Regions from separate parts of the Mus musculus genome. Here region 1 is linked to region 2. A link is a contact called in public Hi-C data. All regions are on one chromosome and are shown on one strand. Each heading gives the region's core, a stretch centred on a gene start, on an enhancer-like site or on the middle of the called end of the contact. The rest is flanking DNA. Distances are from core to core; before and after follow the strand shown. Region 1 overlaps Cacna2d4 (calcium channel, voltage-dependent, alpha 2/delta subunit 4). Region 2 overlaps Cacna1c (calcium channel, voltage-dependent, L type, alpha 1C subunit).

Region 1 (6,754 bases), core at 2,524-5,023, 500 kb after region 2:
CTGAACCATGAGCTGGATCATGAGACTGGGATCAAAGGAGAGGGCTCATTGTAGATGGGGCATGAATCGTGGGTTGGGGGGGGTGGGGTCCAAAGTGAAGAGAACTCCCTTTGTGGGAGGACTGGGTCATGATTAGGGGTGACAGGTAGGAGGGGACTCCCTTGCATATGGAGACCAGAGCATGAGGATATCCTTAAAATGGCAGCCAGTGACCTAGAAGATAGCCTGGCTCCCTGGCCAAGGGAAGAGGGAGGCATGCCACACCACCCGATCTCCTCTGTCACTCATGCCCTCATGCGGAAAGACAGGTCCCTGCAGGTGGCAGCTAGATGCAATGGCATCTCAAGACCCACACAAGCCAGCCCCCAAGACGGTGTTCTGTATCCTGCAGATTCCTGTTAGAGTGGAGTGCCTGGGGATCTTGGCAGGACAAAGGGTCAGAGGGTAAGTGCGAGGAGGCAGCTGTGGGCAGCACTTTGGTAAGCTCCTTGGAAGGCTTTTGTCTGGGGTCAGTGACAGCAGGGTGGGTGTCGAAATGTTCATGTTCATAATCTCATCTCATTCATCTCCTCCCCCTCACTCCGGGCTCCCTTACCTCTGTGTGTGACGTCACATCACCTCTGAACACCTTCGCTCCGTGTGACATCATCACTGCTTCATGACATCATCACCGCCCTATGACATCATTGCCACCCTATGACATCATCTTGCCCTCATGTGGTCCTGTGCCTTTCCTGTGCCATGTCCAACCCTGTGGTGGGCTCATGCCCTGAGCAGCCAAATCTGTCTTCCATCACTGTAAGTAATTCTGACTGAAAGATCCTACCGTATCCGGGTATACCAGGGAGCCACACAGGCTCGCCTTTAAGCCTGAACCCAGGGAGTGAGCACAGACAAGCTGAGTTCTTTATCTGGTCCTTTATCCTAGGACACTCCTTGATTGGGAGGGTCCCCAAACCCTTAATCCACTTTAAAGCCCTTTCCTTTCTGGGAAGAAAGGAAAGACAGAGTTCCAGCCGTCTAAGTACAGCCCTGCCTTAGGAAACAGCCATCTCCTCTCAAGAGGCTCCAGTTATGTAGCGGAGATGCTACTAGGTCACCCCAGAGACAAAAGCATTGTCACCTGTGCCCAGGTATCTGCCAGCCTCGACAAGGCTCAACACTTGAACGAAAGAAATTGTGCCTAAGGCCAAAGCACCTCAAAGACAATGACAGGCTGAGGTGGCCTTAACACAAAGCAAAGGGAAACTTTGTCCCAGCTGCTGTTGATGCTTGCTGTCAGCCTGGGAAAGGACATCTGTTCTTTACAAACCAAGAGACACACATGGCACCTGGGTCCTGGAGATGTGGGGCTCCTAAGCCATAAAGATGCCTGCCTTCAGCCCACCCTGCTCAACAGTCTCAGGGTTCTGGATATCTGGTACCAAGAAGGCTCCCACTGCCTCATTTGGCTTTCTTATACAAACGATGCCCCCCCCCCAACCCGCTTCGTTTCCCTTCCACCCCTCTGGTTGCTACTGACCAAGGCAGGTCCTTGGGCTCACACTTCCTGGATCTGGTCTCCTTCATGATTCCTGGCTGTGGTGGGAAGTCACCTCCAGCAGTTCTCACGGGGCCTTGCTGGAATCGTGACAGAAGCTGTGTGTTACAGTCTGCTCACTCACGTTAGCCTCAGGATGCAGTCAGTCATGCTCCTCCCGCCTGCATGCTCCGTAAGTCCCTTCTGCCAGGACACCTCAAGGAAGCCACCTGGTCCTGCCACTGGTGACTCTGATAGGTTTCAGCAACGGAATGCCCTCTCCAATGACAGGAAAATAGCCCAACCTTAAGCCTAGTAGGAGAGCCCTGTTTGAGGCTTCCAGCCTCTGACGCCAGGTGCCCAGTAGCATGAACAGGAAGTGAAGTTGGCTGAACCCCGTCTGCTCTCCCAGCCCACAGGAACTGTTTAGCCTGAAGCCTGCCTCTCCTCTTAGCCTCATTGTCTGTGAGGGAAGCGTCCGGGTCCAGGCATGGAGACCTGTGACTCTCCTCCTCACTCCTTGTGTGACCTTGCAAAAGCAGCGTCCTGATTGCACCCCATTTCTGGGTGTTTAATATGGTTCCTGCTGCCTTCCTTCCCTCTCCTCCTTCCCTGCTGGGCTGTAAAGGGTAAAGTGTGTTGATGCATCAGGACCTCAGTGCTGCGAGGTGCCCACGAGTGCCCGGGGATAAATCTCAAGGGCCCTGGGAAGGGCAACATGGCAGTGTAGCAGGGCTTCCCCACTCCACAACAGCGCAGCAGGGCCTCCACACTCCACAGCAGCATAGCAGAGCCAGGGCAAGGCCTCTACTCTCTACAGCAGCGTGGCAGGGCCTCCACGCTCTGCTGTACCCTTTGCCGAGTGCTGGTCCGCTGTATCCCCAACCCTTGTAGATGGGTTCCCTAAGGCCTTCTGTGATGTGTGGTAACCCTCCTCACACACATTCCTCTGTCACCCACAGCCCACAAGCACAAGAAGCAGGACCTGCTGCACCCCTGTGACACAGAGTACCCAGTGTTCGTGCATCAGACGGCCATCCAGGAAGCCAATGGCATCATCGAGTGTGGGGGCTGCCAGAAGTAAGTCTCCAGGCAGCCACGGAATCCGGCCAACGGCGTCTTGCCCTTGGCACCCATAGGAAAGTCTCCACAGGAGGAAAGGAGTCCCTTTCATCTCAGAGAGGAGTTGCCCTTCTCGGTATCCTGATCTTCAGTGCAGCAAAAACCCAGACTGGAGCAGAGGGGAGGGGAGTGGGTGTGGACAGTTTGGTTGTCTGCTTTAGGAGACACAGGGCCAAGGATCCAGAGACCAATTCCCAAGTCAGTGAGTCGAAGTCCAAGGCCACGGGGTCTCTCTTGGAAACCCCTGCAGGCTTGCTTCCCCTCCGCTCAGAGCAAGGTAGCGTCAGGGCCTTGAACACTTATGTGACAGGCTGGGAAAGAGGCAGGACGTTCTGCCCCGTACAGAGCAGGAACTATGTGCAGGACTGGGGTGTTCTCAGCAAAGGCACAGGGTAGGAGTAGGAGCCTTGGTTGGAGCTGTCAGAGCCTGGGGCATCGCCAGGCCAAGTCTTGAATTTCTAAGCAGAATCCAGTCAGGCTAGCTCCTGGGTAAAAGTCCCTAGCTTCATCCAGACCAGCTTGGAAGGCCACACCTACTGACTTCCCACGCTAAACTTTGAAGAAACCAACCTAGAGGCATCTGTCCCAACCCAGGAGGACAGTACCTCCAGGGACCTCCCTTGGCCAGTCTTGCAGCTTACTGGGGCCACCAGGATGTCTGGGGAACCAAAGAGCTAGGCCAACTATTGTGTAAGCTCAGATTGTGGCGCTAGACAGATCTAGGTTGCCGCCTCTTCATCATGTGTAACATCTTAAGTACACATACAGCAGCCTTCCTGGGGCTAACACTATTGGCGTGCTTATGTCGGGCTTTAAGGAACCATTGAGGGGATAGTAGAGAAGAAGGGCTTCCCAGCAGACAGACTTGACTCTGCCTTTGATCCTTTCCATCTCTAGTCTTAACTGCAGACAAGCTTCTAGCCTGTTTTGTCCTGTGCACAATGGGAACTATACCAAGTTCACATAATGGTGTAATGGCCACATGTGAGTTTATATGTGTGCTATATACTTACTTGTGTGTGTCTAACATCACCCACCCCATACAAAATGCTTGGTGATAACCTTCCTAGCTGTGTATGTAACACATAAAGACCTTTTCCTACCCCCCAACCCAAGCTATATATAGGAGCATTGGTGCCATCTTGTGGCCAAGCCCAGAACTGCAAATTCTCTGGCTCTAACAGAGGTAATATGCCTGTTTGCTGGAAATGATCCCTGTGGGTGTTAATGACAGCTCCTTCTTCACCCTCTCCAGGCTACTGGGAATGGAGGGGTGGCATTGTGACGGTTCATGTAAAAGTACTGAGCTATTGGTCTCAATATTCCTGGGACTGCCTGTCCTTCCCAGGGCTCCAGAAGGTCTCTCCCCAGAGAACTTCTCCTGGAGGCTGCACTTCCTGCGACTCAGAGCCCATTGCCCTCTCTGCTGCAGGACATTCGTGATGCAACAGATTCCCCGAAGCAACCTGCTCCTGCTCGTGACAGACCGCACCTGTGACTGCAGCGCCCACTCTCCCATCCTCCAGGAGGCCACAGAAGTCAAATATATCCTTCCCACCCTCCAAGGGGAAGGGGGTGGCTGAGAGATCATAGAGCAGCTCAGATTTGGGTTGCAGAGTCCAGCTTCTCACTGTCCTCCCTTGCATCCAGCACCATGATGGGGGAGGGGGAGGAGGGAGGAGGGGGAGGGGGAGGGAGCGGCCCAGCCTGTACCTGCTTGCTGGGCCACTGACCTCACAGATCTTGACCTTCAGGATCTCTGGAACTGTGGAGAGTTGTACCTTGACAGTGAGCTCCGCACATAATGCCTCTGTCAAGTGTGACAGGATGCGCTCCCAGAAGCCCCGGAGACGACCAGGCTCCTGCCATGCCTTCCATCCAGAGGTGCGGGCTATGAACTAAGAGGCTTGGCCTTTGACCCCTAGTTTTGTCCTGTGTGTGGCTTCTTGGGACATGAGTATTTCTGGACTATGTGTCTATCATGCTGGGGGAGCCCTGCATCCACAATGATGTTGTGTGATACACAGAATAAGGAGCAGTGGCAAGCAAGGATGTTCCAGGTCAGTTGGGGGAGGGGGAGGGGCAAAGGAAAGCAGACAGAGAGAAAGGGAAAAGGACCCAAGGGCATCTGTACTTCTAGGGCCTGGAGCCCAGTAAGCTTCCCCTCACATCCTTCCTGACTTCTGAGACACCTCAGCGCTACTTACCATGACTTAGCTAATGACAATAGCGACTGGTATCTATTAACCCCTAAGCCAGGGACCTTACTACCCAGTCTCTGCTGGGTGTGGCTGCCTTTACAAACTACCTCCCTAGAGGGGCTCCTGGAGATGACAGCTGTTCCACACAATTATGAGAGGAAGGCCCTAAAGATTTAAGCAAGTAGTCTCTACTGTCCCTAGAAGATTGAAGAAAGGCAGGTTTCTTCTCATCTTTGAAACCTCGCCGAGCCAGGCGTGGTGGCGCACATCTTTAATCCCAGCACTGGGGAGGCAGAGGCAGGCGGATTTCTGAGTTCAAGGCCAGCCTGGTCTACAGAGTGAGTTCCAGGACAGCCAGGGCTACACAGAGAAACCCTGTCTGGGGCGCGGGGGGGGGGGGGGGGGAGAATCTGAAACCTCGCCATCTCCAGGCGAGGCTGGAAGCAGGCTCTTATTTTGTCTGTGTGCACCCATGCTGTACATGCCAGACCTTGGCCACCTCTCTCCTAATGCTCCTTACCCCTCTGGCTTTTTAGGAGAATGCCCAGGACTGTGGCGGTGCTTCAGACACTCTGCCTTCATCCCCTCTGCTCCTGCTATCACTGGGGGCCTGGCTGCTTCCACCCCAGCTTCTGTGGTGACTCCATCCCATCTGACTTTCGCAGAAGGGGGACCTTACAGGACATTCTACAAAGTTACCGGCTTATGAAGGCCCCTCACTGCTGTGGGATGTCTCCTGTTTCAGTCCTGGGGCTACAAGTCTCTGCTTCTTAGAGATTGCTAGAGGGATCTCCAAGGCTCTTCAAGTCTTCTACTCTTGTCTCAAGTGAAGGAAGGACAGAAGTTCATTACTCCAGTTTACCAAAGGGTCACCCATTTCCCTGGCTGATCTGCTGATCCGAGGAGTTCTGGAGGCTGGAATTGAGCGGCGAGGCCCATGTAGAGGCTGTGGCAAGAGTGTGCTTGCCACCAAAGGGAAGGTGCTTTTATCCATCAGATAGTGCAGAGGACAGGCAGAGGGAGAGACAAAAGACTAGGGAAGGGACCAGAAGAGGAGGGAAGAAATGGAAAGGAAGCTGGGCGTGGTGGTTCACACTTTCAATCCCAGCACAAACGGAAACAATAGGAACGCAATGGATATTAAGTCCTGCGAGCTGTCATTAGCTACCTCTGAAGAGTCTCAACCTTTTTACACTAATGATCTGGAGAGCGGGCAGGGGTGTATGGGAGGAGGTGGAGGGGAAGGGAAGGGATAAATGCTGTAATTATAATCTCAGAAAGGGAAAGAAAAGCTTTTAGGATGAGCTCTGCAGCTGCTGCACTGGGCCAAGCACCAGTGTGGCACTGGACAGGCATGATCCTGAGGAGGTGGCGAGAAAAAGCAGAACCGAGACTCGCGCCTCACAGACTAAAGGAAGGAGCCAGGTGAGGTCTCCAAGAGCCATAGTGGGCTTTCTGTGGCTCACAATGTACAAAAGAAACCAGACTGTTGCTGGGGAAAGTCCTGGAGGCTGGAAACAACACATAATCATTGCCACAATGCCCAAGTGAACACACACACACGCCCGTGCGCACACATTTGTGTACCTGTTTGTACAAAGATGTGGAGGCCAAAGGTAATATTGGCCGTTTTCCTCAATTACTCCTTTAATTTTTTTTTTAGATAAGATCTCTCACAAAATCTGAGTCCTCCAATTCATAGCTGGCCAGCAAGCCCCAGAAGCCCTTCTGTCACTGTCTCCCCAAGGCTGGGACTGCAAGCATGCCCCGCTGTAGCCCTACTGTTGGAATAGTTCAGGAACCTAACTTGGGCCCTCATTCTCCACTAGCTGAACCTCTCAAGCCCCGCGTATCTATCTTTTAAATCAGGAACCTAAACTGGCAGCCGTGGTGCACGCCTTGAATCCCAGGA
Region 2 (6,543 bases), core at 3,328-5,827:
TACAGAAAGGAGAGGCAGTAGGGCCCAATAAAAATACCGAGTGACAATTTCACATTAACGACACGCAAGAAGTCAGAAATACTTCCGAAAGGAAGCCTGCAACCATCCATGGAGGGCTTTAAATCTCGGAAAGCTGTCAGTGTCCGTGACCTTGAGGACTTCCGGTCTGGTCCTTTCACTCTGCAGCGAGACAGCTAAGCTTGGCCAGCTTGTGACAAAACGACTTGCTCATAGTTCTGTAGGAACCCAGGAAATGTGCCTCTTGTACCTCATGCTGGGCTTGGGTGGCTGAGCTGGCACTGCGCTGCCTGCATCTTGCACGTCATGGCTCTACGGCACCTCTGCAGAGCCCAGGAAGGGCTGTCCCTTCTGCACTGGCCCAGCTGTACTCTTTCCCTGGTGGTCACCGAGCCACGGAAAAGTGTTGTCCAGAGGAAGGGGAGCAGGGAAGGGATTAGCTTGGCCTTTCTGAGGCCCCAGGCCTGGGTGAATCCTGTCTTCTCTCAGCTCTTTTCCCATCGGAAAGTCAGGCCAGCCCTTGCACTTAGGAACTTGAAAGCACTCAAGAGCTGGAGGCAAAAAGATCATGTTTGAGCCCATTCTGGGATACACAGCCACCAAACAACAAAGCAAACAAAGGCCTGTGTGATAGTCAGCACAGGCAGCCAATAGAAGCTCCTTATGTCTGCCGCTGCTCAGGTTCCGGTGAACTTGCCAAACTTGGAATTCTTCTGCCACAGATCCTCATGTGGGGCCACCCATCTTTCCAAAGAATCCAGTATCTAATAGTTGGATGACTGAGGTCAAGTCGACATCTCTTAGCTGTGCCAGTTGGATCCATCAGGGCTGATAGAGTCAAGAGCTGGTCTGTTGTCGTCCACTTATGTTGTATCCTTCCTGCAGTCCTGGGTACTGCCTATTATTAGATTCTCTGACTTCTAAATGAATGGTATATAGACCTCTCTGAAGTGATGGAGGAGGGGTAGTGCCCTCCCACAGATGTGGAGACCTCTACATGGGGCAGGCGCCAGAGAGAGATGACCATATTGCCAAGACCTAGGAGTGAGGAAATCACTCTGTCCAAATTTCCACGCCATAGCCTGGCCCACAGGAGGCAGCATGGTACAGGCTATGATGTACTGTCATAGGTGGCAAAGGACTGGCAACTTTAAAGACACACTCAGGTAGCCTTGCTAGCTCATCAGTCTAGAGAAAAAAAGAGTAACATGCACACCTAGTCAGAGGAACATCAGCCAGACTTGGGAGATTAGAGAAGATGGGAGAGAAACCCAGAAGAGCCCCAGAGGCCACAAAAGCAGAAAGGGTGAAGACAGCAATTGCTATCCAACACACATACACAATGAAGACCTCAATAATAACAGTGGCCAAATTTTCCACAGGATGCAATAAACATTCCAATACTAGACCATCAGAGCATACCAAAGAAGACTCTAGGACTCAGTGGAGAGTAAAGACAATTGATCAAGAAAAGAAGAGAAAATTTAAAAAACACATGCAAATATTATAAACAAAAGTGTACATGGAAAGGCCACTAGACAAAGAGGCAGAAGGTGGTCTCCAGGACCAGACATCCAGCCTCACTAGCTGTAAGGCCCTGCCTATGGAGGAACATCTCTCCCTGGGCAGTTAAACTTCATCTTCTATGCAAGAAGGCATCCACGAACCTTCAGGACTCAGCCAGTTCCTGCAGGTCACAGCTCCACCAGCACTTCTGCATAACACAGGGAAGAAAGACACTGTCCCTTCTCATTGTCTCAGCTGTGCTCTTTCCTTGGTGGCTATCAAGCCACAGCAAAGGGCTGTTCAGAAGGAAGGCGAGCAAGGAGGGGCTCTAACCTACAGGTAAGCTAATCTGTGAGAAAGGAACTGTGAAGCTCTTGGAATGGGGATGGGGGATAACAAAAATCCACCAACTACAAGAGAAGAAAATGGAACCTCATTTGCTAAGCCCAGAGAACAAGATGGGGTAACTTACAAACTGTCTCTTGGGGAGAGAAAAGTGACAGGCTGGGATCTCCAAGTCCCTTTGAGGGGCACAGGCCCAGTGATCTAGCTTCCATCCACTAGGCCCTGCTTCTTAAAAATCCCATCACTTTCTAATAGCCCCAGAGGCTACAGAGAAACGCTTAACACACAGACCTTCAACAACTAAAATCTTACTGTCTCTCCATGTCATGTCCTATGGCATGTTATGATGAAGCAAGAAGGCCCTCAGCAGATACCAAGCAAGGGCTAGCACTACCAGCCAGAGTCCTCACGTCATTATATATTACCCAGTACTCAGTTATAAAAAGTGGAACATGGCCACAGATGGAAAAGCAAAGGAAATAAAGCAGGTGGGGGAGGGGCAATTTTACAACTATGGTCCCCACTCCCCTTCTAGAATTGAGCTTCAAACATGGAGCAGCTCAGGGAACACTTGTAGGGTGAGGGGTTGACAAGCTGTGAGGAAGAAACCCATGGTTCTTTCCCACAAGGGGCACTATAAGGCCCTGAACAGCCAGGACAAGTGTGGCTCTTTCTTCACCAAAGGTCTACACAGACCGACCAGATTCCTTCCTCTTACAATGGATTCATGTTGTTATCATTAATTCTGCCAGATGCCCAGATCATAAATGTATCCTAAAGCCACAGGCCAGTTCTGAGCATAAAATGCAGAAGGCTTGAGACCCATTGTTTGTTCGGCCACTGAGTTGAAAAGCTTCAGCAAGCTGGCCAAGCTGGCCTCTCTGAGGGCTGGTCTCCCAGCAGTGTATTACCACTGTAAGGAGCCTCCAGAATGAAGCTGCATGAAGAAACCCCAGCCCTCTTGGTCCTGGTCAGAGAGCTCTTCCCACTCACAAGACCCTGGACCTCTGTAACTGGAATTCCCGGCAATATGCCAGGCCTATAGGCAGAGCTATATCATTAGACAGCATGCCAGTGCAGGGATTGGCCTTGCAACGGGGAGTGAGAACTCAAATGACAGCTTAATCTGATGACAGCATCAAAGTAATGTTTTCGTTTATTCTTTTTTATTATTAATTTATTTTATGTATATGAGTACACTGTAGCTGTCTTCAGACACACCAGAAGAGGGCAACGGATCTTGTTACAGATGGTTGTGAGCACCATGTGGTTGCTGGGAATTTGAACTCAGGACCTCTGGAAGAGCAGTCAGTGCTCTTAACTGCTGAGCCATCTCTCCAGCCCCACTTTGGTTTATTTTTGTGGTTTACCAAAGCGCGCGCACACACACACGCATACTCGCGCACACACACAAAGAGAGAAAGACAGGGGGAGAGCCTCTATTCTTATGTTATTATGATTATTTGAGTGATATAGGGGAGAGGTGTGCAGGCAGGAAGGGGTGGATGGGCTGTGGGCAAAGAGAACACTTTTCAGCACACTAAGTTCCATCAGTCCCAAACTAACTGGGGATCTCATAAGCCACTGCCCACCGCGCTCTGCCAATGGTCTGAGGTGCATCAAGTCAACCTGATGTTGCTATGAGAACCAGATTCCTCCCCAGCACCATAGCAACAGACTCCAAAGTGTGTTAAGCACACAGTCTGCTCACACTTTACACCATAAGCTGGGAAAGAGAGCAGCAGGAGCTGTGGGGGTGGGCACAGGGATATTTTCCTAAACCAATTAGCTGAAAACTCAAATACATGAGGCTCAGTTTGAATGGAGAGGATCGCAGGGACCACACATCTTCATTAAAATTCTCAGGGACACTGAGAGTTACTGTATCACTATCAACCTTTGGGGCCCTATCTGTGGCTCTCTACATTGTAGCAAACCTACATCTGTTGTGGTCAGAACAAGGCGCTTTCCTGAGAAAGGCTTCCTTCCCAGGTCATGAGAAGCAGCCAACAGCAGCCAACAATATGCATTCCTTCATCCTGATGTTCTAGATCAGTGGTTCTCACCCTGTGGTTCTCACATCAGCTATCCCATGTATCAGATATTCACATTATGAGTCATTACAGTTATGAAGTAGCAACGAAATCAATGAAATATTTTTATGGTTGGGGGTCACCACAGCATGAGGAACTGTATTAAAGGGTCACAGCATTAGGAAGGTTGAGAGTCACTGCTCTAAACCAAAGACTCCATCTCTTCATGCATGGTAGGGAAGAATGCTGTTCCTAAAAGGCCAGAAAAGGATGCCAGTTCTCATCCTTAATAATCAGTGGCTATGGGTTTGGTGTGGTAGTAGGACTGCCCCAGTGTCAGGGCAGAAAAGTGGGTCTGGGAAGAATGGGCTACCGAACAGTTGACAGCACTTGCCACATACTGCAAGAATGTCTTCCAGGAGTTAGAGATAACAGAGGAAGTGCTTCTCCAGCCTGTTCCCCCACCCCCAACCCTCCCCAATGCCACAGACTGTTGCTGGGCTGTCTACACCAGTAAGTGCTAGTATAAACTTGAGCAAGTTTATTTGTTGCAATTGGCCTGAAGCTTGGGTCCCAAAATGTGATATTTTTTTTCAGGCAGTCATGGCACCAGAAAACTTATTTAAAATGCAAATCCAGACATCTCCCGCCAGCCCTGTGACTCAGAAACTCTGGGGTAGGTCCAGCAGTCCGTGTGAACAAGCTTGGCAGGTGAATCCTGCAAAGGCGAGTTGAGGCCCACGGGCTTGAACAGTCTGCAATCCTCCACACTTTCGTCTTTCAACCTACTTGGGCATCATCAGGTCAGCCATCAGCAGGGATCACATACTCGCACAGGGGGAAGAGGCATAAGACCTTCCTGTCCAGTTTCTTCCTGGTTAAGCCTGCTGTCATCCCTCCCTAATGATGCTGCTGGACCCACCAAGCTCAGCCCTTTGCATGATGAACCAACCAGGAACACCAGTTCTGCTTTCTGCAACCGTTTACAATTTTCTTCCTCTTGTACACACTAGCAGTCAGTGAAATGTTGCTCCCTAATTCCCCTGTCTCCAGGGTAAACATCTATAACTTCCTTTGTAGTTCTGATATAACAAGGTTTCTAGTTGACCCTGCAGGATCCCTCCCTGCCTATGATCAAACAAGACCACCAGAAGCTTGGAAGAAAATATCCCAGCCATATTTGGCTTGCACAGAGCATGGGAGCTGTGGCCCCCGGCTGCCTGGATACTAGGAACAGCCCTCAAGGACACTTTGTTCTGCTACAGTCACATCACCTGGTCCATACAGCAAAATGCCCTGGTCTTTTAAATAATGCTGTAATTAAAGTCCTCTTCTATTTATGTTTTGGAACTCGAGCATATAATTTTACATTTCTAATAATAAATTTATCCCCTAGTTCTTCTGTTCTGGATTTTTTATTCATATACCATTAAATTTATCCTCATGTAAAATTGAAAATATGGCACTCTGTACAATTATTCTCTTTTTAAACTTTATGAGTGTACTCCATATGTTTTATATTTTACTATTAATATAAAATGAACATTTCAACTCGTCGGCTTTGAAACAATTTTATCAGCTCGTACAAATGGTAACATTTACTGATTGATTTAAGCACCTCCTGATAGTACGTTCTTTCTTTCTTGGCTGTTGTCTTACATAACGCTGCAATGAACAACATTATACATAAAATACCAATCTAGTTTCTTAGTCCAGATTCTTGGAAGGAGAATGACTGGTAAAGAGTAGGAACATTTCACAAAGTCTACTTTTGAGTTAGGTTATAGCTTTTCTCTCTTTGGACCACTGTATATGAGAACCTTCTTTATCACAGGTTCTGCTATTATACAATGATTTAAAACATCAATGGCAATCTAATACATGAAAAACTGAATCTTTAATATATTTTTCTGTTTTACTAGTGACATTAACCAAATACCTACACACACACACACACACACGCACACACACACACACACACTGCTGATTATACAGCTCACAGTTTGTGAATAAACCTGTTTATGCCTCTTACCAAACAATGGGACCCACCATTTTTCTTGCTGTTTCTAGGGTCTGTAAGCAGCTGTACTGACCATCTGTCTCCACTGTGTGGAAGATTCTCTTCCACTTTGTACATGCCTTTCTGCCTTTCATATTTTCTGTAACTTTCCTGGTTTTGTTTTTGTTTTTTTAAGATATATATATATATATATATATATATATATATATATATATATATATATACACACATACATACACTGTAACTATCTTCAGACACACACCAGAAGAGGGCGTCAGATCCCATTACAGATGGTTGTGAGCCACCATGTGGTTGCTGGGAATTGAACTCAGGACCTCTGGAAGAGCAGTCAGTGCGCTTAACGGCTGAGCCATGTCTTCAGCCCACTTTCCTGTGTTTTATGTTTTAAGTTTTATATATTTGTTTAATGTTTACCTTAATGTCTCACCTTAGGTTTATGTTTTAAAAGACTCTGCTAATGCTGTGACTAGTTTAATGCTCTCTTTCTATTCTTACAGCTTTTGCATTTACGTTACATTCGTCTCTTTAATCCATCGGTGGTTTGTTTTGGGTCAATGTCCCTGGTCAGCCTGAGAAGCGGTTTTCTGCCTAAGTACTTGT

What was found. Hi-C and Micro-C count contacts between places; a contact is called where the count stands out from the background.
Region 1: a contact with region 2 is called in a Hi-C map of cortical neurons, with 4 times the contacts expected there. The contact joins two enhancer-like sites. A contact is called at or near these places in 6 of 484 Hi-C or Micro-C datasets (the HL-1 cell line, the N1E-115 cell line, cerebellum and 3 more), 1 of 115 datasets of contacts at active chromatin or transcription factors (embryonic forebrain) and 1 of 9 other capture datasets (adipose tissue).

The regions. Positions count from the first base shown.
Region 1 is chr6:119,344,653-119,351,406 of GRCm38.p6, forward strand. It overlaps Cacna2d4 (calcium channel, voltage-dependent, alpha 2/delta subunit 4), which reads left to right. Exons shown (of 38, transcript NM_001033382.3): 33 at 392-444; 34 at 778-798; 35 at 2,482-2,599; 36 at 4,074-4,186; 37 at 4,443-4,525; 38 at 5,379-6,754. The coding sequence ends at 5,483. Among named protein-coding and RNA genes, the nearest start is that of Lrtm2, 17 kb to the left of the region's middle. Within about 2 kb of position 3,774, at least 17 of the 459 cell types and tissues checked have an H3K27ac peak or open chromatin away from gene starts, as enhancers often do. A contact at or near this core is called in cortical neurons, where this site is marked.
Region 2 is chr6:118,847,739-118,854,281 of GRCm38.p6, forward strand. All of the region lies in intron 3 of Cacna1c (calcium channel, voltage-dependent, L type, alpha 1C subunit), which reads right to left. It overlaps 1700080F18Rik (a long non-coding RNA gene), which reads left to right. Exons shown (of 2, transcript XR_003956354.1): 2 at 4,500-5,242. Among named protein-coding and RNA genes, the nearest start is that of 1700080F18Rik, 10 kb to the left of the region's middle. Within about 2 kb of position 4,578, at least 13 of the 459 cell types and tissues checked have an H3K27ac peak or open chromatin away from gene starts, as enhancers often do. A contact at or near this core is called in cortical neurons, where this site is marked.